4 separate regions of the Mus musculus genome follow, and regions 1, 3 and 4 are each linked to region 2. The links are chromatin contacts, called in public HiChIP or PLAC-seq and promoter capture Hi-C maps. All regions are on one chromosome and are shown on one strand. The core of a region is the stretch at or near the end of the contact, and the rest is flanking DNA. Distances in the headings are between cores, read along the strand shown. Region 1 has its middle 110 kb from the start of Gm31636. Region 2 holds the start of Stat4 (signal transducer and activator of transcription 4). Region 3 overlaps Gm17767 (predicted gene, 17767). Region 4 holds the start of Nab1 (Ngfi-A binding protein 1).

What was found. Promoter capture Hi-C pulls out the DNA fragments that hold promoters and counts their contacts. HiChIP or PLAC-seq counts read pairs in DNA pulled down with a chosen protein or histone mark.
Region 1: a contact with region 2 is called in an H3K4me3 HiChIP or PLAC-seq map of bone marrow-derived macrophages, with 6 times the contacts expected there. The contact joins the enhancer-like site here to the promoter of Stat4 in region 2. A contact is called at or near these places in 1 of 15 datasets of contacts at CTCF or cohesin (the NIH/3T3 cell line), 5 of 484 Hi-C or Micro-C datasets (embryonic stem cells and nephron progenitors), 6 of 115 datasets of contacts at active chromatin or transcription factors (bone marrow-derived macrophages, embryonic limb bud, embryonic stem cells and 1 more) and 1 of 9 other capture datasets (embryonic stem cells).
Region 3: a contact with region 2 is called in an H3K27ac HiChIP or PLAC-seq map of regulatory T cell precursor, with 4 times the contacts expected there. The contact joins the enhancer-like site here to the promoter of Stat4 in region 2. A contact is called at or near these places in 4 of 484 Hi-C or Micro-C datasets (CD4 T cells, CD8 T cells and natural killer cells) and 6 of 115 datasets of contacts at active chromatin or transcription factors (the 230-238 cell line, effector CD8 T cells, memory CD8 T cells and 2 more).
Region 4: a contact with region 2 is called in a promoter capture Hi-C map of pre-B cells, with 2.4 times the contacts expected there. The contact joins the promoter of Nab1 here to the promoter of Stat4 in region 2. A contact is called at or near these places in 1 of 39 promoter capture datasets (pre-B cells), 2 of 484 Hi-C or Micro-C datasets (CD4 T cells and regulatory T cells) and 1 of 115 datasets of contacts at active chromatin or transcription factors (memory CD8 T cells).

The regions. Positions count from the first base shown.
Region 1 is chr1:51,731,008-51,736,888 of GRCm38.p6, forward strand. No RefSeq gene overlaps it. Among named protein-coding and RNA genes, the nearest start is that of Gm31636, 110 kb to the left of the region's middle. Within about 2 kb of position 3,729, at least 3 of the 459 cell types and tissues checked have an H3K27ac peak or open chromatin away from gene starts, as enhancers often do. A contact at or near this core is called in bone marrow-derived macrophages, where this site is marked.
Region 2 is chr1:52,006,280-52,012,750 of GRCm38.p6, forward strand. Stat4 (signal transducer and activator of transcription 4) reads left to right here and starts at 1,961. Exons shown (of 24, transcript NM_011487.5): 1 at 1,961-2,449; 2 at 5,504-5,632. The coding sequence starts at 5,505.
Region 3 is chr1:51,574,976-51,581,224 of GRCm38.p6, forward strand. The region is part of intron 3 of Gm17767 (predicted gene, 17767); the gene reads right to left. Among named protein-coding and RNA genes, the nearest start is that of Gm17767, 19 kb to the right of the region's middle. Within about 2 kb of position 2,931, at least 69 of the 459 cell types and tissues checked have an H3K27ac peak or open chromatin away from gene starts, as enhancers often do. A contact at or near this core is called in CD8 T cells, effector CD8 T cells, memory CD8 T cells and 1 more, where this site is marked.
Region 4 is chr1:52,497,238-52,503,074 of GRCm38.p6, forward strand. It overlaps Nab1 (Ngfi-A binding protein 1), which reads right to left and starts at 3,211. Exons shown (of 8, transcript NM_008667.3): 1 at 2,973-3,211. It also overlaps the pseudogene Gm5976.

The DNA of each region.
Region 1 (5,881 bases), core at 2,479-4,978, 270 kb before region 2:
TTTCCCTCTTGAAGGAAGAAACTATTTTAGTAGAGCCCACAGTTAAGAGACTTTTAATTGTAAAAAGACTTTGGATTTTAAAAGAGATGGATATTTTAAAGAGATTGAAATTTTAAGAATATGTAAAGACGGTGGGACGTTTGAAGTTATTTAGACCTTGGAGATGAATAAGAATGTAAGGGTTGAGGCTTACTAGTGATGTGTTTGTGTGTCAAGTTGACAAGGGGTCAATTGTACTGGCTAGTTTTGTGTCAACTTGACACAGCTGGAGTTATCACAGAGAAAGGAGCTTCAGTTGAGGAAATGCCTCCATGAGATACAACTGTAAGGCATTTTCTCAATTAGTGATCAAGGGGGAAAAGGCTCCTTGTGGGTGGGACCATCTCTGGGATGGTAGTCTTGGTTCTATAAGAGAACAGGCTGAGCAAGCCAGTAAAGAACATCTCTCCATGGCCTCTGCATCAGCTCCTGCTTCCTGACTTGCTTGAGTTCCAGTCCTGACTTCCTTGGTGATGAACAGCAGTATGGAAGTGTAAGCCAAATAAACCCTTTCCTCCCCAACTTGCTTCTTGGTCATGATGTTTGTGCAGGAATAGAAACCCTGACTAAGACAGATTGTAAGTATGCTCAGAAAAGGTCTACGACTGCTTTCTCCTTTCACATATTTATAGCCTGCAGACTGCCCTACAGTACTACTCCTAGTGAGATCAAATAACCTTGCCTCTTGTTCAGCTGTACACCATAAGCCCTGCCTGGGTTCCAGGCTTGCTTTGGTCATGGTATCTGCTCACAGCAGTAAAACCCTAACACAGAAGTTGGTACCAGGAACTGGGGTATTGCTGTGAACAGCAAGTTACATCAAACCTCTCAGTGCTGCAGTTTCTCCATCAGAGAGCCTAGTCTTCCACTAGCAGTCTTCAGATAAAGATGTAGAACTCTCAGCTCCTCCTGCACCATGCCTGCTTAGATGTTGCCATGCTCCCACCATGATGATAATGGACTGAACCTGTAAGCCAGCTCCAAATATGTGTTGTCCTTTATAAGAGTTGCTTTGGTCATGGTGTCTGCTCACAGCAGTAAAACCCTAACTAACACAGAACTTGGTACCAGGAACTGGGGTATTGCTGTGATAGACCTGACCATGCTTTTGTTTGGAACAATGTGAATATTGAGATTTTGGATTTGAAAAACAGTGGAATGCTTTAAATGGGGCTTAATGGAGCATCCTTGTAGGAATATGGAAGACTTTGTTGCTGAGAGTGATTTAACTGTGTAGACCTGGTCCAAGAAGTTTCAGAAGAGAAGAGTTTCAGTATGTGGCATAGAGACTGTTTTTGTGGTATTTTAAAGAAGAATAAGACTGCTTTTTGCCTTGTCTGAAGAGTCTATCTGAAGCTAAGGTAAAAAGATTTATGCTAACTGCATTGACAAAGGAAGTCTCAAAAAAAAAAAAAAAAAAGCCCAGCAGAGACTTTGTTCTCTGGTAAAGTCTCATGTACAGTCTTTTGAACAAGTGTAGCAAGCTTAGAAAAAAAAATATGGTTCAAGTATTAAAGGGGCACCAGAAAGTGAAATGGTACTGAATCCTATGTTAGAACATAGAGATAATAGATTAAGGGACTTGGGGGCAGGATCCTACCTCGCTAAATTTAGAGCCAGGCATGGTTGTACACACCTTTAATCCCAAAAAGACAAAGCCAAACAGATTTCTGAGTTCAAGGCCAGTCTGGAACAAAGCAGGTTCTAAGTGAAGAGAAGCTTAAATCCAGACATGGTGGTACATGCTTTTAATCCCAGCATTACAGGAGACAGAGACATGCACATCTCTTGACATCAAGGTCAATCTACAGAACAAGTTCTAGAAAGGCCAAGCTTAGGCAGAAAAGGAGTTGGAAAACATAAAGCTGGTAATAGAATAAGGAGGGCCATGTTCCAGCCCCAGCAAGAAGCAGAACACCGCAGCTTCAGCCATGTGGCTATGGTTTTAGAGTGAAAAATAAAAGCGACTACTGGGACAATTGATGCTGCCTAGTTGGGGCTAAGAAATTAGCTGTGATTAAGAGACCAGCATCACTGAGGTGAAATCTTCTGGGAAGTGTTTTCTGAGAGCACAAAGAAGCTGTTCCGGAGATAGCCAAGATTGTACCTTGTGCTGCAACTGTACTTGGTTATTTGAAAGAGTCACCTAGGTGGTACTGGTTTTGAAGGCATGAAGGGGTCATGAAGAGCCGCTGAGGATTGACACTGTGAGAGGCCATGAAAGGCCATTGGTGAAGGTGCAGCCTCAGTTGTAGTTGATGGCCCAGAACTGAAGGGGTCATGCAAAGGACTTGAGGCTTGGCACCATGAAGAGAGCCTGTGAGAGGCTATTGGTGAAGCCTAGTTGCAGTGGAAGACTGCAACTAGGAGATGCCAGTACCATGGGATGATCACTAAGAACAGCACTGGCAGAAGAGTGGATGAGTCTGAGCTTAAAGTGCCACAGAGGGCAGAGCTGGAGAATTGATGTCATCCTTTTGGAGAAGCCCAGAAGATCATGCGTGGATTCCAAACATTGAAACAAGAAGCTGTAACATTGAAGCTGCCTTGGAGACCCCAAGATTTTCCATATGCTAGAGTCATAGGATATCTCCTGAGGAATGCTGCTAACATGGAGTGGAACCAATCCAGGAAAAGAAATTTGTTGTAGTCAACAAAAATGAAGAAGGAATTGGAGATCTGAAAACTGCTTTGATATCAGACATAGTGGTGCAGAGTTTGGAGTTTATCTAGCTTGTTTCCTGTCTTGCTTTGGGGATGGATCACAGTTAATTGATTGGATGGATCTCAGAAGATACTTTAAACTTGGAATTTTAACATTGTTGCTACTACTATAGACTATGGGGACTTTGGAATGTAAATTAAATGTACACTTTTATTATGCTATGGCTAGATGTGGCCCCCATAGATTTATGTGTTTGAATAATACTATGGGGGTCAGGGAGTGGAATGTCATGGTTTGAATATGCTTGGTCCAGGGAGTGGCACTATGTGGTGGTGTGGCTTTGTTGGAGTAGGAGTGTCACTGTGGGTGTGGGCTTTAAGACCTTCATCCTAGCTGCCTGTAAGCCAGTATTCTGCTAGCAGCCTTCAGATGAAGATGTAGAACTCTCAGTTCCTCCTGCACCATGCCTGCCTGGATGCCACCATGTTCCCACCTTGATGATAATGGATTGAACCTCTGACCCTGTATGCCAGCTCCAAGTATATGTTGTTTGTTTGTTTGTTTGTTTGTTTTATAAGATTTGCCTTTGTTATGGTGTCTGTTCACAGTAGTAAAATCCTAACTAAGCCAGCCTCTTTCCCCTTTTCCTCTTTCTCCTTCTTTTTCTTCTTCTTTGTTGATACTTTTCTACAATTTTCTTGGTTGGCTAGTCCAGGCCAATACATTCAGGATAGATGACTTTTCAGTATTGCTTTCAAATCTGCTTTTAAAGGAAAGTTCTTAAATTATTCAATAATTTAGCTTCTTTGATTATCTTCAGTATTTAATATATCATCTCAATACTTGTGTCTTCATATCTTTTTCTCTCTTTTTAAAATATTTATAACTTGAACTATTTTCACTTGAAACAATTTCAGAATGATAAATAAATTATCTTTAAAAATTACACACACACACAGACTCAGCTGCCGTGTTTGTGGTCCGTGATGTCACCAGCAACAATGAGGAAGGCCATGATCTGAGCTCCTGCTGACTGTAAAGAGCAAGGAAGCCACTTTGGCCGTGATTTGGATGACTGCAGTTGCACAGCTGAGGAAGAGGGACACAGAAGGCTTCTGAGTCATCCTCAACCCCATCCCAGATCCCCACAAAGTAACAGCCTAAAAAGGAAGCCATCAAAGAGAACTCTTAAAAACAGGGATAAGAATGCTGATGTGTAGCTCTTCACGGCTGATAGCTTCTGGTTGAGGTGCACGTGGAGAAGGACTGAATTTTCTCTTGGGGGTTGGGCCACTGGGAGTTCGACCATGCTCCGGTTAGTGTATGGACAACACAAAATGAGCTGTTGTTGTTGTTGTTGTTGGGGGTAGGTCACAAAGGTGCGGTGCAGACATGGAAGTGTGCAGACAAGGCGAGTGTGAAGGGCTGTACAAGGCAAAATACCCAAAGAATCAATAAAATATTTTGTGAAAAAAAAATTATAAAAATAACACACAGGGCTCTGGTGGCGCCCCAGCAGAAAAAACACTCAGGACCACTAGCCCACACATGGTGCTCAGCAGCACGGAGCATGGTCCTCATTTATTTTTTAATTTAAAAATCCTTTCTCTTTGTCTCTCACAGCTGTACTGAGAGACTATATCTTTTGGGTTCAGACCCCATCTTAAAGAGTCTGACCTAAAGTTTAACTCAAGTTAACTAACAGGTCGGTACCTAGCACCCCAAGACCTGTATCTAACAGCACCAGTTTCCAGGCTCCACCCACCCCCAGCCGAAAAAACAAACAAACAAACAAACAAACAAACAAACAAACAAACCTGTATCTAGCACCAGTTTCCAGACTATTTCCCAACAAATCTGCACGCCCAGGTTCCAAGCCTGCCCTTGACACTTCACTTCCTGACAACCACCAATCAGGAGGAAAACAGAAGTGAAGTTTATGGTTTGGCTCCCAGCACCAGCCCCCAATCAAATGGGTACCAGGCTAGATATCCCCTTCTTGCCTCTATAAAAGCTTGCCTAACTCTAGGCTCAGGGCTATACCTTCTGCTATGTCAGGGTTGACAGAGATCCCAAGCTCGAGCCTGAATAAAGAGACCCTGATGTTATTGCATGGGATCAGCTCCTTGGTGGTCTTTTGGGGTTCACAAGTGTTTCCTGGCACAACAGTGCATATCTGTACAGGTGGGCATGCCTATGCACATGTGTGGATGCCAGAGAGGGTGTCAAGTGTGCTGGGTCACCCCCTGCCTTCCTGTTTTTGAGGCAGAGTCTCTCTGTGAACCTGGACTAAGCATTTGCATCTTTGGTGACAGGCAGCAAACTCCAGTGATCTTCTGTCTTCAGGGCAATGGTGAAGGGGTTATGGGGTTCAAATTCAGGGCCTCATGTTCATGCAGCAAGCACTATAAATCACTGAGCCACCACTCAAGCCCCAGATATTTACATATTTTTAGGTAGAAAACATTTTTTTTTCTGAATTTTGGGTAGAAAACAATTTCTCAGTTCAAATGCTACTATGGTATAGTCATGATGTCTAATAGCCATGTGAGGCAACTGGGCTGGGTTAGTAGAGATTGGCTTTAAGAATATAAAATACAGTTGCATTTTTAAAAAACAGTTTCAATTTGTTGCTCAGGTGTGTCTCAGTCCCCTGGGCTCAAAGTATCCTCCTGCCTCCGCCTCTCAATAGCATGTGCTCCATACTCAGCTAACAAGTAAAATTTGAACACTTGACACCAGTAAAAGAGCATAAAACACTTCAATTTTTACATTCATTCCATGTTAAACTAAGGGTTTTTTTTATAGTTGTCAAGTAAAATTATTAAATATAATTGATTGTACTTGATTACTTTTTAATCTGGCTATTAATAAAAGTCTAATTACATACATGGTTTGTATTTTATCAATAATACATGTTATATTTATTATACTGGATATAGTTTCAATAGGACAAAATTTTGTGAAAAAAGTCACTGGCTTGTTCTAATTAATTTCTTATAATAATAACACTTTATTTGGACTTTGAACTTTTCCTCAGAATTGCAAGCTTATTTGGGGGTTGGGGTGGGGGGTGTGCATTGCTTTGTCCTGTCATTTTTAAGGGCTGGCTGGAGCTTGGGTAGTTTAGGAAAACAAAACCTAAGGTGAAAAGGCCTCTGGGTAATGTGGGTTCTA
Region 2 (6,471 bases), core at 711-3,210:
TCCCAAGGAACCAGCACTTACTGAGTGTGTGGTTTCAAACAATAACTTTGGCAGCCAAAAGACTATCATGATGACTGTTTTCCATTTCTATTCTAAGTGATGTCAGTCTGGATTTTCTTCAAATATCTCAAGCAAAATAATGTTATACAACATATTAAATGCTGGAGCAGCTATGAGGATCCAGCTGTGTTCTCAAAACAGACATTAGAGAGACTTAGAGTGTAACTCAGGTCTAGAGAGGTAGTGTAGGCCTGTAATCCCAGCAGAAGGATCAGGAGTTCAAGGTCATATTATACAGTGAGTTTGAGGCTAGCCTGGGCTACTTGAGACTCTGTCTCAAAACAAACCCTAAAGCCACTTTTCTCACTCTACTTTTTTGCTGGAAGACATTTTTGTTGTTTACAAAGCATGTTCATTCTAACATATAATGGGCATATTATTGGAAGCATGAATAGCTTATCTCAGATCTGAATTTTCATAGAGTGAATAGCTGCAAAACTATAATACACAAATATGGGGGTCCTCAACAAGTTTTAAAAAGCAGAGATCTAGAAGTGTCTCAAAGAGAAAGAGAGCATACCCATTTTTGTACATGTACCTGAACAGTTAAATGTAGCGATAAAGACACAAAAAGCCAATGTGATTAACACTCTAAGGCAGGAAGTAAAAGTGGCGAGTAGTGGTCTCCACCTAAGCTGTCCAGAATGGCAGCCACCAGGGCTTTAGACACTGGAAAGAAATCCACTTACACTGCAGAATCTAGGTGTTCAATAGGAAGGAATACAAAGGATCTTAGGTAGCAATTTAAATGTTTTATTATAATTTAATGTTTTATTATAATTTAAATGAAGTATTATTATTTTGTAGATATTAGGTTACTTGTGCTGATTTCACCCATTTTTTTTTTCCACTTTAAATGTGTCTGGGACTAGGGAGATGGTGCAGTGAGTCAAGCACTTACACTCGGGTAAGAGGACATGAATGTGGATCTCCATGATTCATGTAAAGCCAGCTGTGATGGTGCCATGGCAAGATGGGAGACACGGGAACCCCCAGAAGCTTCCAGGCAGTCCAGGCTGGCTAACTCAGTGTCAACAGGAGACCATGTCTCAAACAGGGTTGGAGGCAGGGGCAACACTGGATATTGTTCTCTGATCTCTACTTGGGATCTATGGCATGCCAGCACTCACACATGCTCTGAACATATGCCTATATCCACACACAAATCGAAAGGGAGGGGGGAGAGACAGAGATTAAGAACATGAGGGGGATCAGAAAATGCAAGGAGTGTGTTCTGTTTCTCCCAGACAGCTGGTCAAGAAGAGTAAAGAAATTCAGCGTAAACAAACAAACAAAAACCTACTGTGGGTTTGGGGGCATTGTTACATCTTCACAAAGTCTAGGATTTCACTGTGTGTGGGGTGGCATGGGGGGGGTACCTGGTGAGAAGATGCAGTGGGGGGAACATCAGGAGTGAAAAATGACAGTGCCCAGACTTGTCTGAGTCACAGCCTCAGCTCCTGAGAGGGAGAAAAGTTTCCTGGGTAGGGTGTGAATGGCTTAGTTGTCACTTGGGAGAGAAGAATCCAGGTGGCACACCTGTGTGATGGCTGGTCATTGATATGATACAGGCTTTTGCCTAGGTATACTACCCTAGACACATGTGTATCCAGTCTGCCCATTGCTTTCCACCAGTCTGATTTATTTTGCTGAACTCTGGTAGAATTTTTTTCCTGTTCAAGGCATTAATATCTAAAGGAATCCGCTGGAAGTCAGTGATCCCTGAGAGATGACTGTCTATCTTAGTCCAGTGGCTATGTCTCTGAGTAACTTTGTTCACCTGCCTGGTCCTCAATGTCTTCAGAAAGTGAAATTTAGAACGGAAAGGAACCGAGGTTCCACCCAGCTCTGTGATTCTAGAACAGACCCATGTCATAAAGAGGGGAGCACACAGACTACAGGTACCAAGACAAGGTGGAAGCTGGCCAGAGAGGGCATACACCGAGAACTTTTACACGAGTTGCCACAAACCTGTGTAAGCCTGTCTTCTCACAAGACAGCAGACCCTGCTGTTGGTTGGTGTGTTGATGCTGGCTCCCTAGAAAGGATGGAGTTATGTCTAGGAAAACAGGAATCCCAGTCCTTCAGTGTGTACCTCTTACTCTACACACCTTGGGACAATTTGCATTTGTAAGAGTGGCTACTAGGGATGGGGCGGTGCTCTGCCAAGGGGGCTTCAGCCTGACTTTGTAAAGCGTTTCTAGAATAGAGTGGATAGGAACTGCCTAAAGTCCCAGGGACTCAAACACTGACGCACAGGAAAGCCTCAAGTGGGTGGAGAAATGCAAATCCCCTAGAGGAATGGCGTCAGCGGCTGTGGACCCTGAAGGCCGATTCTGACTTTGGACTTGTGCAGTGCCACTACCTGGACGGAGAGAGAGAGAGCCAGGTAAGCCAGGCAGCCCGCATCTGCGTGTGGCCTCTCCACAATAGGAAACATCTAGGCAGGATTCTTGGGGCGTCTTTCTACAATTGGTATTAACACGACTGGGGAGGAAGGGATGCCTATAAAAAGAAGGGTCCTACTCATTACACTCAGATCACTCAGAAAAAAAGTCTTCCAAAGACTTAAATGGAGATCTGGCTCCGGATCTTTACTGAAGGAGGGAGAAGTCGAGGCATCTCCGTGAAGCGGAGGGGTGGGTTGGGGGCTGTGCTGCTGCGGAGGTGTGTCAGCTAAGGGCTGGAAGACAGCCCTAATTTTCTTTAGCCAACGGAGGGCTGTGATATCTGACCCGAGATTGGCACATCTGGGTTTCAGGGAAACACCATCCCGCTAGGGTAGCCGGTGATTGTGGCTTTGAGAAGTGTGAGTGATGCTTAAAGTAGGTCGTCCCTTTGCAAAGAGGTCAAAGAGTCAACAGCACTGCTAGCACCCGGGAAATGGGCCTGAATGCAGGAATACCAGGAGGGAGCCGGCAGGCATCCAGGTTTTAGATGGAAAGTACTTGTCCTGAGACAGGACAATGAGCCCCTAGAGAGTGAAAACAAAGACACCCGCTGGAGGTCTGAACACCAAACAACAGCGACAACACCAGAACAAACCACCACCCCCCCCACCCCCAAAAAAAAACCCAACAAAAAACCTCGCTTTAATTTCTTAAAGTTTTAGAAAAGTAATTTTAAAAGGAACTTATCAAATCCACTCTCATTCGCTACCCTCCAGATCTTCTCCTTTTCTCCCTAGGGTATTTATTCCCTCTCAACTTTATGTGCTGGTTTGCTTGTTTGTTTATTTGTTTGGTTGGTTGATTCACGTAGTGATGCCTGCATGTGCATGGATGATGATGTGGGATTGGACGCAGACCCTGAACCATCAATTGCCAATAACTCCTCAGCCAGGGGTGGGACTTCCTGAGCTCCAAACGAGGTCTGAAGGTTTTCCTCTTTAGGGTACGCCAGGGAGAAAAGGGTCCTTCTGCACCTTGCTTCAGCCTTGGTTTGCAAGAGTGACTTATCTGAGTGATTTGACTGTAAGATAATAAAATTACCCTGCATTCAAATAACAAAATAGAAACAACAGAAACAGTGAAAGCGGCGACCCTGTCTTCAGCTCCTGACCTCCTGATGCCACTGGTAGAAGAGAATGCTCCAGTTCTGTTCCCAGACCTGGGAAGTTTGTCAGAGCTGCACGTTGTGGGCAGGATTCTCAATCCCTCTTTGGCGCTTGATTGTTTGTAAAGCCCAAGGTGCTTGCTATTCTCCCACCTATTCAGGGGCCCATCAGGAGGCCCAAATAAGCTTTCTTAAATTATTTACTTTACTAAGCACTCACAACATACCTGCAATGGCCAGCCATGAGGGCTCATAAACATAAAGTCATATACAAGTTCAAGATAGCTTCTCTCCCTATCTACATTTTTCTGAGAGAAGCACAACTTTTATTATTTTATTTATTGATTGACTTATATTTATACATTAGTATAGTTTATAACATTTAGTTATAAAGTTAGCTCAAGGAAAAGGTGTTTGAAAATGTTCCCACTGGCCGGGCGTGGTGGCGCACGTCTTTAATCCCAGCAATCGGGAGGCAGAGGCAGGCGGATTTCTGAGTTCGAGGCCAGCCTGGTCTACAAAGTGAGTTCCAGGACAGCCAGGGTTACAAGGAGAAACCTTGTCTCGAAAACCCAAAAAAAAAAAAAAAAAAAAAAGTTCCCACTGAAATCTGAAGACTCAATTTGTTCTATAAGCAAAGAGAAACGTCATACCTCCAAGATGTATTGAAATATTGGGGTGAAAGTTTTGCCCTTGACTTACTATTACTAATCAAGAAATCTGCATTCCAAAAGAGCAAAGGCAATAACTTAGTAACGTCAGGGGAATTAAGTCATACTGATTTTTCTATGCTAGAACGTACATCTACAGCCTCTGTGCTGGACAGAGTGGGAACATATAGGTTACACTAAAGGAGCACACTGCTCTGTGTTTACATTATAAAAATGGGATAGTTTATTCTACTTTAGTTAATTTGAGGGCTCAATCACTGTTAGATACAAGGTGACGTTGTATCTAAAAAAAGCTCTGCCCAACCGTAGCTCACTAGAGAACAATAAAAATGGATGCTGGCTTAGAAATAATTTTGCACTGGTATGACTCAAACGCGGGAGTGCACGCATGCAGTTCTTCAGGAAGCTGCCACAGAATGGAACTCTAGTCAGGCTAAAGCTCACTGTAGAGTCCCAACAAATATGAAATAAAAAAAAAAAAAACAGGCTGGACCATTTTTATGAAAAAGAAGCTCTGGGGAAGAAATGAATGAATAGGCCTCAGAAGGTACAGTCAGTGTGTTTGTGTGTGTGTGTGTATGTGTGTGTGTGTGTGTGTGTGTGTGTATGTGTGTGTATGTGTGTGTGTAGTGTGTGTGTGTATGTGTGTGTATGTGTGTGTGTGTGTATGTGTGTGTGTGTGTATGTGTGTGTGTGTATGTGTGTGTGTGTGTGTGTGTGTGTGTGTGTGTGTGTGTGTGTACGTGTACTTATTTGCATTCAACCTGCTCAAGGAGGGAGGGATAAGGAAGCATTTTGCTGACAATACAGTTTCTGTGCTAATCCCCGAGTCTATAGGGACAGCTGGGTAGGGTAGGGCATGGGGTGTTTGGGGAGGAGGGTGGGACTTCCTGAAACAGCAGCCTAGGAGGTCATGGTAAGGCAAGGAAGGATGTGGTTGAGGCAGAGGAAGAAAGCTGTCCTGCACAAGGGATAACATTTAAGAAAACACCAAGAGCAAACACTGGATGCTGAGTTTTAAATGCATTTTCTCCTTTCTTCGTTGAGATGCTATAAAAGTTGAGTTTTTCTCCTTCCTTTGAGAAACTATAAATGATTTCCCCCCTCCCATTAACTAATAACTAACAGCTAACTGAGGTCTGAGTCGAGAAGAAACCATGTCCCCTGGCTCCCAGTAAGCAATATTTTAAAGCTCTTACTTTGCCCTTCTTTTGTAGCATGTCTCAGTGGAATCAAGTCCAACAATTAGAAATCAAGTTTTTGGAGCAAGTAGATCAGTTCTATGATGACAACTTTCCTATGGAAATCCGGCATCTGCTAGCTCAGTGGATTGAGACTCAAGACTGGTAGGCTCAAATGCATTCCCTAGAAAATGATGGGCAGATGATTTGTGTCCTTTTTGTGTCCTAGTCATATATTCTATGGCCTGTTTTTGACTGAGTAGATGCATTCCTTTTGGTATATGTGTGTGTGTGTGTGTGTGTGTGTGTGTGTGTGTGTGTGTGTGTGTGTATTCAAGGTTTTGGAAATGCATCTCAAAGGCAAGGAACCATTTTTTTTTTCTGGTTTTATCTACTATAAAGGGAAACTTAATGGTTTTGTCTGTAAGTACCTCCTATTCCAATTGTCTTAGTCACTGTTCTATTACTACAAAGAGATACTGTGACCAAAACAGCCTTTATAAGAGTTGAATTTGGGGCTTGCTTACCATTTCAGAGGCTTAGTCCATTATCATCATGGCAGGGAGCATGGGGGGCACACATAGTGCTAGAGCAGTAGCTGGGAGCTCTATTATGGGCTGCAGGTACACACACACACACACACACATATACACACACAGAGGCTGGGCTTGGCTTAGGCCTGGCCCATCCCCAATGACACACTTCCTTCAATAAGGTCACACCTTCTCTCACAAGGCCACACCTCCTAATCCTTTCAGATATTGCTACTCCATACTGAATAAGCATATATGAGCTTATGGGGGCCATTTTTATTCAAACCACCTTATCAATGGTTTAGGCAAGTCCAAGAGAAACAAACAATTCCATTGTGATAGACTCAAGGCCAGTATATATTCTTTTTAGGAAGCCTTTTCCATCTTCAGTGAGAAATGTTCACTCTTCAGCATACTATGCCCCACCTCTCCCCCATTTTATTTTCAACGCTCTGTCTGGCTGTTTTTACC
Region 3 (6,249 bases), core at 1,681-4,180, 430 kb before region 2:
CTGCAAGGCAGTACTAATACACAGCTCTCCTGCATTTAATGAGAGAAGCCATGAACACATTGCCTTGCATGATTCTTTTTGTTGCATGGCCCCAGTAGAGACACTAATCTATTCAGAAAACTCTGATACAAAGTCTGATAAGGTTACTCATCTTTATCCTTAGTTTAATTGATAATATACAGAGACAGACTTTAGCTTTCAGCTTCTACCAACAGTTAGCATAAATCTCGTAAGAAAACACATTTGTAACATACTGGAAGAAATAGCCATTAGAGTCACATTTGTCAACCCCAAGCTGCTCAATGCACAATTGCTTCAACATTTACTTTATTTCTGCCTTTTCTTCCTGGTATAGATCAATCTTTAAACAGTCTTTCTTGTTTCCTTTAGGTGACTATGAAGAGTAAGACCTGCAGGACTGATTCTACTTCAAACCACATCAACCCACATTAGGTCATTTTGTTTAAAGTCCTATGGCCTTGCCTGATACAGCTGTCTCCTGAGAGGTTCTGCCATACCCTGGCCAATACAGAGGTGGAGGCTCTCAGCCAATCATCAGACTGAGCACAGGACCCCAGTGGAGGAATTAGAGGAAGGACTGAAGGAGCTGAAGGGGCCTTATCTGGCATCAATGGGAGGTGAGGTCCTTGGTCCTGTGAAGGTTTGATGCCCCAGTGTAGAGGAATGCTAGGGCAGGGAGCCCCGGAGTGTGTGAGCAGTTGAGGGAACACCCTAATAGAATCAGGGGGATGGGGAATGGGATAGGGGTTTTCAGAGGACTGGGGAGGAAGGACTGTTTACATTTTGAAATGTAAACAAATAAGGTATCCAATTTAAAAGTAAGATTAATGTATCTTGCTGGTTAAGGTTTGGGGATTTTGTGACAGGGAAAAGCAATACAGTCAATTCAGTAGGTTTAGTGGGAATAACAGAAACTTGCAAAGCCTATAGAAGAACATCAAGCTATTGCATATGTTGTACATGTCGGAATATTCAGTATATCGTTATGAATTTCTACTTTGTTATCTTTAATTACTAACAATGGGTAAAGGTAACCTTATGTGGACCCTTTGTCGTGGAAAATTGACTAAATAATCTTTCTATACAATTTGTTTAATGTGACTTTAACATCCAACTCTGTTATTAAAAATAACTCTTCTGCCGGGCGTGGTGGTGCACGCCTTTAATCCCAGCACTTGGGAGGCAGAGGCAGGCAGATTTCTGAGTTTGAGGCCAGCCTGGTCTACAAAGTGAGTTCCAGGACAGCCAGGGCTATACAGAGAAACCCTGTCTCAAAAAAACCAAAAAAAAAAAAAAAACAAAAAAAAAAACAAAAAAAAAAACCTCTTCTTCTAAAGTGTTGTTTTGTTTTGTTTTGTTTTTGTAGAATACTTTCTCCTGAGGAGTATAGTGTTGGCTTAGTAGATCAAGAAATCCTTTGATTTCTTATTCATTAATTCAAGCTATTTCTTAAATATATTCTATTGTATTCTTTTTTAAATAAATAAATAAAGTCCTGTGGCTTTATAAAATCCTGCTTATATATATTAGAGTTGTCTCTCCTCAAGAAGATAACTTGGACTTTTATTTAGGCAACTAAAATTAGCCTATTGGACAAATTAGTTAAAGCTGAATGAGCTTTTGTTCATTAATATTAAATCAAATTATGAAAATGGGACATTTGACATCAAATGAGTTACAACCACACGCACTTACCTTTTTTCAAACTAGAGTGGGGAAATTCCTGTGTTTAGTCCAACTAATGTACACACATAAATGTGTAAATTTAAGGCATGAATTTTTTTTTACTAAACCCTAAATAAACTTATTTTAAAAGCGTGTGTGTCCACTGATAAGTGGATATTAGCCCAAAAGTTCTGAATACCCAAGATACAAATCACAGACCACAGGAAGCTCAAGAAGGAAGACCAAAGTGTGGGTGTTTCAGTCCTTCTTAGAAGGAGGACAAAATACAGGAACAAATATGGAGATAAAGTGTTGAGCAGAGACTGAAGGAAAGGCCACCCAGGGACTGTTCTACCTGGGGATCCATCCCATATACAGACACCGAACCCAGACACTATTTCGGATGTCAAGAAGTGCATGCTGACAGGAGCCTGATATGGCTGTCTCCTGAGAGGCCCTGCCAGAGCCTGACAAATACAGAGGCAGATGCTCGCAGCCAACCATTGCACTGAATGTAGAGTCCACAATAGTTAGAGAAAGGACTGAAGGAGCTGAAGGGTTTGCAACCCCATAGGAAGAACACCAATATCAACCAACCAGACCCCTCTATACACAGAGCTCCCAGGGACTAAGCCACCAACCAAGGAATACACATGGAGGGACCCAAGGCTCCAGTTGCATATGTAGCAGAGAATGGCCTTGTAGTGGTAGGAGAGGTCCTTGGTCCTATGAGATCATAGGAGATGTCCCAGTGTAGGGGAAATTGAGGGTGGGGAGGTGGGAGTGGGTGAAGGAACACCCTCATAGAATCAGGGGGAAGGGGGAAGGGAGAGGGGATTTCCAGGAAGGGGGTGGGAGGGGGGAACTGGGTAAGGGGATAACACTTGAAAAGTAAATAATTTTTTTTTAAAAAGGAGCAAAAAAAAAAAAAAGTGTGTGTGTCTTTGTTGGTTTTGGCCTTATATGAGGGCCAAAAGTTTCTGTATTTTAGGAAAAGCAGAAGTTAGTAACTCTATCCTATCTTCTGCCATTCAAGTTATCATATACATAGAAAAATACAACAGGATGGGTGACTTCTAGAAAAGAAACAGTCATTCTCTCCATTCAGGGGGCTGGAAAGACCACAGTCAAGATGCTGAAAGATGTATGTTCTAGTGAAGACTGCTTCCTGGTGCACAGGTTACAGGCCTTCTTACCACATCCTCATTTGGAGAAAGCTCCTTTTCAGATGGCATTAAACCAACTTGTGACAGCCCCACCCTTCCTTATAACCTATTCACCACTCAAAGACACTTCCGCCAAGTAGCATATTACTGAGTAGCTTCCGCACATCATTTTGGAGGAGAGGAACTGCCAACATTCAGACCACAACATAGCCTCATGTTTTTGTGGACATGTGAGTCCCTACTATAAACACCACACTTTAACTATATTGTTGTTAGTTTTCAGTAGAAATTCATTGAGATGTCCATGGAAGATTGGCAATATCCCCTCCCAACATCATAGACTATCAGAAACTCCAATACCTGGTATGAGAGGCTCCCTTGTGAGTTGTTTGTCAGGGTCATCCAAGAAACTGCTGAAACATTATAGGCTATTGCTGTTGCCTAGGTTGTTTCCCACAGGTTAAAGATAAGTCCCGATTGATGAAGATACTAAATATTCCCAACACAGGTGGTTCTGGCATCAAAGCCTTCTCCCTGAAGACTAGCTTTATGGTACCAAAAGTCACCATGCATGCTTCCAAGGGAGGGAAGCAACCGACACTCCTACCCAGAGGTGATGCCTGTGAACTAACAACAACTGACCAACATGCCAATACACCCATTAGGGTGCAAGACTGTCACGCACACTTTGTTGGTAACCAACAGCTTTCTAATTATACTTAAGGATCACTCAACAAGAGGTAAATCATGCCTAACCAACCAGCCCAGGTTAGTGAAGTCACACGAGGAAAAACTACAACCACAACTTTACTGAACCAGTATAATTTCTAACAACATTCTAAATATTTACCCTTACACTTATACATAAGTATAGGTCTCACCCCTCATCAAAGAAACATCTCCTTGCAACAGACAGAGGCCATTACAGCAATCAAGAACCAATGGATGGAAATGCAGAGAACAAGAGTCTGTGTGGTACCCAGGCCCAATGATACATACATTTACAACACAATTCCTGTTCCTAAGGTTCAGGTATCATTGTGGAAAAGAGAGTGAAAAGATTGTAAGATCCAAAGAAACAAGAAGCTTGCTGTGAGATGTTTCTCCTAGAAATGTCAGAGATAGCTACACACATTATCACATCTCATCAACATGGCTTTCTGAATAAGACCTGAACCAGGACTACAACAATAGACAGCCTAACAGAATAGGGGGAAAGCTCATGAGCCCTCAACATTACACAAGAACTCTAGGTAACTAAGGGATGCAGAGATCAGGAAAAAAATAGTCTTCCCTAGATAGGAGCCACATAGCTGGCTATCCAAAACCAAGTGATCATCCCTGAAAACATGTGTACACAACACCATACGGACTGAGTAGGTTGTATTTATATGTTTAGGAGTGTGTGTGTGTATGTGTGTGTGTGTGTGTGTGTGTGTGTGTGTGTGTGTGTGTAAAAGTTAAAAAAACAGAAGCAGAAGTCATAAATTGGAGAGAAAGCAAGGTGGGGAGGGGTGCATGGGAAGGGCCGGAGGGAAGAAAAGTGAGGGAAAAATAATGTTCTTATATTTTCATTTCAAAACATTTTTTCTTGTTTTTCTTTTGTTTGTTTGTTTTTGGCTCTGTTTTTGTTTTGAGACAGGGTGTCACTGTATAGCTCTGGCTGTCCTACAACTATCACTATGGAGACCAGGCTAGCCTCAAACTCAGAAGGCCTGTCTCTCCATGTGCTGGGATTAAAGGCATGTTCTACCACGCTGGGTTTCAAAACATTTGTCTCTAAAGCTCCATGGGAAGACAACTTTATAGGTTAGTTCAATGTTTGGAAATATTCTAATGTGCTAATCCAACCTTGATAGACGTTTGTTTAAAAGGTTTTAAGTCAGTTTACAGAGCCCATGTACAGTCATCCCTCACCCCAGCTCAGTGCCAGGCACCCACCAGTCAGCTTTCTGTCTCCATGGTTATGGCTGTCAATGCATTCATACAATTGGGCTTTCGAACTGTGTGTCCTTGGTATCTGCTTTTTTTCCCTCCTGAATGTGTTTTAAGAGTTCATTCGCATTGAGGCATGCATTAAATAAAGCTTTGTTCCTTTTTATTGCCAAACACCGGTGATGGGGTTTAGCGTTTTGGTTTGGTTTGGTGACAGGATCTACCCAGGCTGGCCTGGAATTCTCTATTCTCCTGCTTCAGCCTCCTGAGTGCTAGGATCCCAGGCATATGCCACCACACCCAGGTGTTTTTGTTAACATTCAAAACGAGAAGCAAAAAAAAAGAACCTTTATTCAGTTAAGGAGAGATTATGACCATAGTGAGCCTGGCCAGCAGAGCTACACCTAGTGAGCAGGGATTCTGAGGCCAGGCGAGGGGGATGCTAATCTTCTCCCCAGCCTGGATTCTGCTGTCAGAAAGAAGCGTCTCTATTCATTCCGGGTCAGGGCTCAAGAATAATCCTAAGTCTCTGGTGGTCAAAGGTTTTCAGTCCCTCTGTAATTAGTTCCTCATTTGCTCAGACTGGCTCGAATCTGTGTACCAGGAGCCCCACCCAGACTTCCTCCATGAACACAATTACTAACCCTGCTTTCCCTTCGCATCTTTACCTCTCTCCCACATGTACCTGTTGATGTCGTTGTCTCTGCAGTCATAAGAAAAAGACAACGTTCTGAGCTGGATTTCAGCACTGGGACCTTCCCTGCCAGGCATTTCCAGCTCTGCTTCCATTTGATAGGGTCGAGAATTACACACAGCTTTATAAACACTTGGATAGCCCACGTTTCTTCTTTCTGTGTATTTCTTTATATTTATGCTTAAAAAAAAAACAGCCAGCTATTTACAGAATCTGTTTTGAATTCTAATGCTTTCCTGATAACAACCTACACACATCATAAAATTTTATTTTCCTAGTCTTTGCCTAAAGCCTGGGACTCTGGTAAGTGCCAGCTCTGTTTTTAGGCAGCTCTGATGATGGGATCCAGCCCGTTCTAAGGCAGTGTCACATGGATCTCTGCTTCCCATCCAGCTACTGTCTTCCTCACTACCCAGTGTCAGCCTTCATATTATATCTTATGAGCAGTTAGTGCCTCCTTTCAAATCCCACTGTCTCCAGTAGTTAGGATTATGTCAGTAATGAAAGAAAAACCTTCAAATCTCAGTATCTCAACAGACTAGAGCATTGGTTCATGTAACAACTGGAGGCAGGAGCAATCAGGAGATTCTGCTCACAGTCCCTCAGCAATGTCTCCCACAAGTGTCTTCTAGGCTCAGCCTGAACTAACAGCAGAGATGGGCAGAGATTTGAAGGTCTTGTGAAAGATATTGTGAGTCAGTCCTCTGGAAACATCTTACTCTACTTCAGCACTATTTCACACGTTACTGTGGGAAAAGATCACTCCTG
Region 4 (5,837 bases), core at 1,961-4,460, 490 kb after region 2:
ACACACTCACTCAGAAGCATGGCGTGATATTTGGGCTTTTGTCAGTGCTGGGGGATGACCAACCAACCAGAAGCATGCTATGCCCACACTCTACCATGAGCTACACTCTCAAGCCCACACTGGCTTAAGTCAAGACAATTCAGGTCTTAATGCCCACACAACTATGAATTACACCCTTAGTTTCTAATGAATTTCTGTTAATTTGGGATAATTAAAATATTTTCTCCTATGGATTCTTCCTGCAATTCTGAAAAACACTGGGAACAGGTTTTTTGTTTGTTTGTTTTCCTTTAAAGAGACTCCTTTAAAATTCAGCCCAAAAAAATACAAGGTAGGTTTAAAACATGTTTATTAAAATTAAGGAAAGGTAAATTGGACTTACTTGTCTACTAAACAACTATATATTAATACCAACAGACAAACACTAACAACTCCTATGACAACTGGGAATAGTTCAGCCAATAGAAAAGGCTTTTGGCAGGCAGTAAGAGCATCCAGGTAGACTGCAGGCAACATGTATGCATATATCAATCTCAGTCTGCAGAAGTTCTTCTGCAAAAAGTATTGACATACCATGTAAATTAACACACAGCTCCTAAATATAATGTGCTGAAAAATGACACATTATTTGAATGCTTAATGATATGTTTTAGCTGTGAGAATTCTCAAGATGAAGAGTAATGCATTTTTTCCCAGTATCAACTTCTGAAATTTCCCTCGTGTTCCATTATTAAGATGAGAGTATATTCTACTACTGCATGAGTTATTGAACATGTCAGATCAGAAAGGAAAGTTGCACTTACTATAATAGCCACACTATTTTTCTCTCCACCACTCAAGGATTAAAAGAAGCAGGTGAGAGGAGAGTGGGACCCCGGCAAAGGAGCTGGCACTCTTACAGTATACTCAAGGGGCTGCTTTTTATTCTTTAATATGTTTGATAAGATCCACAGTGAAATATGAACATGTGAAAGAGTCACACATTAGCACCATCTGAAACTGTTTATACGATGGTCACTTTCATGAAAGCAACACTAATATATGATGGCCCTGTGGTATATAGAACACATTCACATTATGTCAAAAATAGAGATTTCCTTATTTTAAAAATGCAACAAAAACAGGTTTATTATAATGAGATAGCCAAGGCCTAACTCTAGCATGGATTCTAAGTCACCAGGCACAGAACTCTAACACACTTGCTACCATCCACCCATTTTTTACTCTTAAAATCTAGAGTTCATGACACAAATTCTTCAAAGGTCTGCCCCACTTCATAATTTTTCTTTCAAAGCATCTACAATACAAAGTTAAATAAACCATACGTCCTTAAAGTTGAAGTAAAAGAGATATGAAATTGTTTAAATAATGAAGAGGAGACAAGGCTAGGTTTTCTATAGGGCATGGTTGTTATTAATCAGCAACAAAAGAAAAACTTTTAGTTTAGGTATGATTATGCAATTATAATCTACGTACTTGATGAAATTTATTAGGCATAATAGCTCACTAAAATTTTCTGTATCATCTAGATGAATCTTAAGAATTTGTCATCTGAAATATATTCACAACTAAAGGACAGAATGAAGTAAAATTTCCAGTGCCCCATGCTGTCACTAATACAGTCCCACACAACAGGAGACTGGGCCTCAGGAGAGAAAAAGCATGCTCAGTAGTGGAATGGCAGGCTAAGCATAAGATGGTCAAGTCAAAAAAAAAAAAAAAAAAAAAAAAAAAAAAGAAAAAGAAAAGAAAGAAAGAAAGAAAGAAACAAATTATCTCCCTAGCACTTCTTGAAATTATTTTCTTTCAAGATGTAATGTTCCAGTATCTAAACTGGAAACAGAGATGAAGAAGGCTGACTGCACTGCCTATCTACAAATTCTCAACAGCATACTTATTTATCTGCTTGAGCTTACTGAAAGAACAGAATTAAATGTCTCAAAAGATGCAAGCTGGAGGAAGAAACCTTCAATCCAAGTCACTTGTGCTGGCACAGAAGCTGGGTGTGAAGCAGCTCTTTGAATCTCAGGAAGATAGCCTCCACCCTGGTCGGCTATCCGATACAATGGACCCTATACATCCTCTCTCCAGTATCTCTTCTTAAAACCGGCAGATGAATTATAAATGTCATAACATATATTGTACAAAGAAAGATTTTTCAAAAAGTGAATATTTAAAAAGGGTAATTCGCTGCGTGTACAAAACAGCGAACCATTTCGGATGTGACTAATCTTATTTTAAATTCGGTTCCTCTGCTCCTATGCAATCTAATATTAACTATTAAAACTGCCAAAATATTTTTATACGAGATCTTAGAATCTCCTTAGAGATTCTGATCTTTGCACTCCGTAAAGTTGGCAGGCACGTCACTGGCAAACCAATCGGTAGTGACAACTTACTCCAAACCAGCTCTTTCGGATCAAATTGTAAATTAGCAGGCAATCCAAAATTTCCCAAGCCTCCCTGAGCCAGGGCACGGTTCCCGCTGGTCGCCCGCTGCAAAACTTGGTCAGCTCAACCTACAGACGCAAATTCCAGCTCTACCCAGGAGATTCCTTGCAGATCTCCCGGGTTGACCGTACTTCGGTGTCTGTCCCCGTAAGGTCACACACCTGCGTCCAAAGCTTCTCTGTCCTACACGTGTCTGCACATTCCCCACTCAGCCTCAAAGGCTCGGCGACTCCCGCTTCCCTGCACCTGGGTGCCAAGTTTCTGAAAGCCACTTCCAAGCAAAACTCTCCTTCCGCTCTGAAAACACAACTACAGTAGGAAGGGGCGGATAACAGGAAGAAAGCGGAGACTCAGCGGCACTTTTCGGAAGTCCCTGGTCGCCCCGGAGCTGGCACCCCACGCGGGCCCGCGAGCGCGTCCTCCCCGCACAGCCCGCGCCCCCCGCCCGGCAGGACGCGACGGCCCCGCCGAGCCACGCGTCCGCGCCCCCCGCTCCATCTCGAGGCCCTCCCGGTACCTACGCGGCCCGCAGCTGCGGCGCGCTCCGCGACGACGGCTCTGCCGGGCTCCTGCGGCGGCTGCGGCGGCCGGGACGCCCCCGCGCCCATCGAGGGGGGCAGGGACGCGGTGGGCGCGCGCTCCGTCCCCCGCCCGCCCCGACGGCGCTCGCTCGGTCGCGCGGGCGGAGGCTCGGGCGGAGGCGGGCGGCGGCGGCCCCGGGCGCCCTCCCTAGGCCTCTCCCGCCGCCCCTCCCTCGGCCTCTCCCTCTCCCTCCCCCGCCACCTCCGCCGCCCCCGCCCCGCCCCGCGCGCTGTCACATCGGGAGATTCCGCTCTTGCTCCATTCGCCGCTCCGGCTCCCGCCCACGCGCGGCCGAGTGACGCAGATCCCGGCGTGGGCGGCCGCGGGGCGGGGGTGGGGGCCGGCGGGGCTGAGGCTCGGCGCGGTCCCGGGGGTGGCCCATTCCCACGGCAGCTGGGAGCGCGCGGGTGGGGGCGCGCGCGCGGGTCGGAGGAGGAGGAGGCTTCCGTGGATCCGCGGACAGCGCTGCCTGCCAAGCCCCGCACCGGGCCCGCCCAGGAGGGAGGGGGTGGGGGGGGTACAGAACCGCAGGTGCGGTGCGGACCTGTCCCTCCTCGCCCACTCCACCCTGTCCCCACCCTCGCCCAGGCCTGGTTTGAGGAGGGAGGAAAGGGAAACTCTGGCCTGGTGGCTTAATGACACCCTTTTCATGTCTGGAAACCTTGTGTTACTTTACAGGCCATTCTCTGTTGTCTTCCTGTAGGCAAATGACACACTCCTGGTGCTGTCTTGAGCGTGTCAAAATAGAGTTCTTAAGGCAAGGTGTAGACATTTTGAGCTTGGTTTGCATAAACTTTTCTAGCCAAAGAAAGTGTTACAGCACCTCAAAAGCTAAAGCTATTGCCAAAATTTTAAGGGGAAAAAAATTAAATCTATTTTTGCCTTCCTTGGGGAGGGGGTTTCAAAGAAAAGAATTCAAGTTTTAATGGTGTGCTCTTACTGCAATACAGGTAGAATCCTGTTTTAATGTACATATAAAAATCCAGTTTTATATAGGAGGCCGTTCCCACTTCCTGGCTGGCCTCCCAGAGTGTGCCTACTTGGTTGAAGGGGATACAAGGCATTCTTTGAGAAGAGAAATTCTTTAAACCACATCTTTATGTTGCAACAATGGGTGGGATGATAATATTGAAAGAAAAAGACCTTATTAAATAAACCATTTTTTCTTTTTGTAAAAACATGTTCTACAAATGAGTGATGTCAATGGAATAGATATGTACTTAAATGCATAAATATATAAACATATAGTTACATGGTTAAGTATACATTTAAGCTGAAATATCTTCCCTGTTAGTGACAAGCCTGTCTAGAATAGTTGGTATTTTAAATAATTATTCTTAGTTCCTCAAATTCTTCAGAAGAAATAACAGCTACAAGTGTCTCCCTGCCACTCCAATTGTCAGTGTTTATGCTCCTGCTCAGCGAAGAGGAATTTAATTTGGGTGGTTGTAGTACAGTCAGGGCTACTGAGACAATTTCTTGGCCGGTGTGGAAAGGTAGAGGTTAATGGGTAGTCGAGCAATGAAATCCGCAAAATTCTTCTAATTCTTCACTGGGAACTCTGATGGTTTGCAAACATTGTTGCTTCTGAAAAGCCTAGGGGGAGGGGTGCGTGTAGCTTTATGCCACGCAGTTAGTGATTAGTCAACTTGGTGAGCTCACCTGCACTGCACAGCGTTCTCCAGAATTGAGTCCAAATTGCATGCTGTGCTCCGGTAGGGCGTGCTTCTGCCCTGCTGAAGGCTATACCGACAAGGAAATGTGTCTGGGGCTGATCCTTTTTACAGTTAACCACTCAAGTCCTTCCTTGTTTATGTTCTGGGCACATTAGATAGTGTGTTCTTCCCACATTAAGAATGGCATTCTGGGCCCACTATGCTTTGCTTAAATGCCCTATGGTTTCTGGGAGAGGTGGTGGGAGGAAAGAAAATGAAAGAAAAAAATTTTAAGCTTTTAGGCATCAGGTTCTTTATGGGCACACTGTAGTCAACAGGACTGTTCGACAGGCCTGAGATGTTCACCTGTATGTGAGACAAGTTGGAGGAGAAAGCATTGATTCTGTGCATGCCGTCCTTCCCATTCCTAAACTCCACCTCCCTGCTCTCAGAGTGGAGGTCTTCTAGCTCCTTGGTGCCTTAGTGGGAGGAGAAGGGATACATTCTGTAAGGTAACAATTATGGAGTGGGGTTGTTCTCTGAAGGCCCTCTGGGAGAGATTAGACCGTTTTAGAATTTCTTGGAGGCAGTCCCAGGCAGTTCTAAGAGAACGTGGCAACACAAATGGTTCTTCTTGAGACCATTTGGATATCTTTTGTTAAAAAGAACCCTGCAGTAGCTTTGTTTCTTCTGGTTTGATTTTACCATAAATACCTGTATGCTTAAATTACTCATTTTCTCCAGTACGTCTTGTTAAGTGTTAATTAAATACCAAAGTTAAGTTCTGAGGACACAAATAACCGTGGTTAAACCACAGTTTAAACCATGGTTCTGTTCCCAGAACTTTTCTATAAAACAGCAAAAATAAAAGATCAAAAGAAAGCCTAAAAGCTAAGGAACATGATCTGTTTCTCTTCAATTCTTTATTTCCTATATTAATAGATTCATGGACTATCAACACAACTATCAACTTGGCACTCCCTTGAATCCATGTCACAGTGAAATAGAACTAAAATTCTTTAAAATGGGAGGTTCCTGTCTCATCCCACATTCCAGAAAGAGCCTTAAGGATACCTGAACATTTCTCTTTTTTGGGGTGTGTGTGTGTGTGCAGTGAACTTTATTGATGGTATTCAAGAGAGTAGGGAG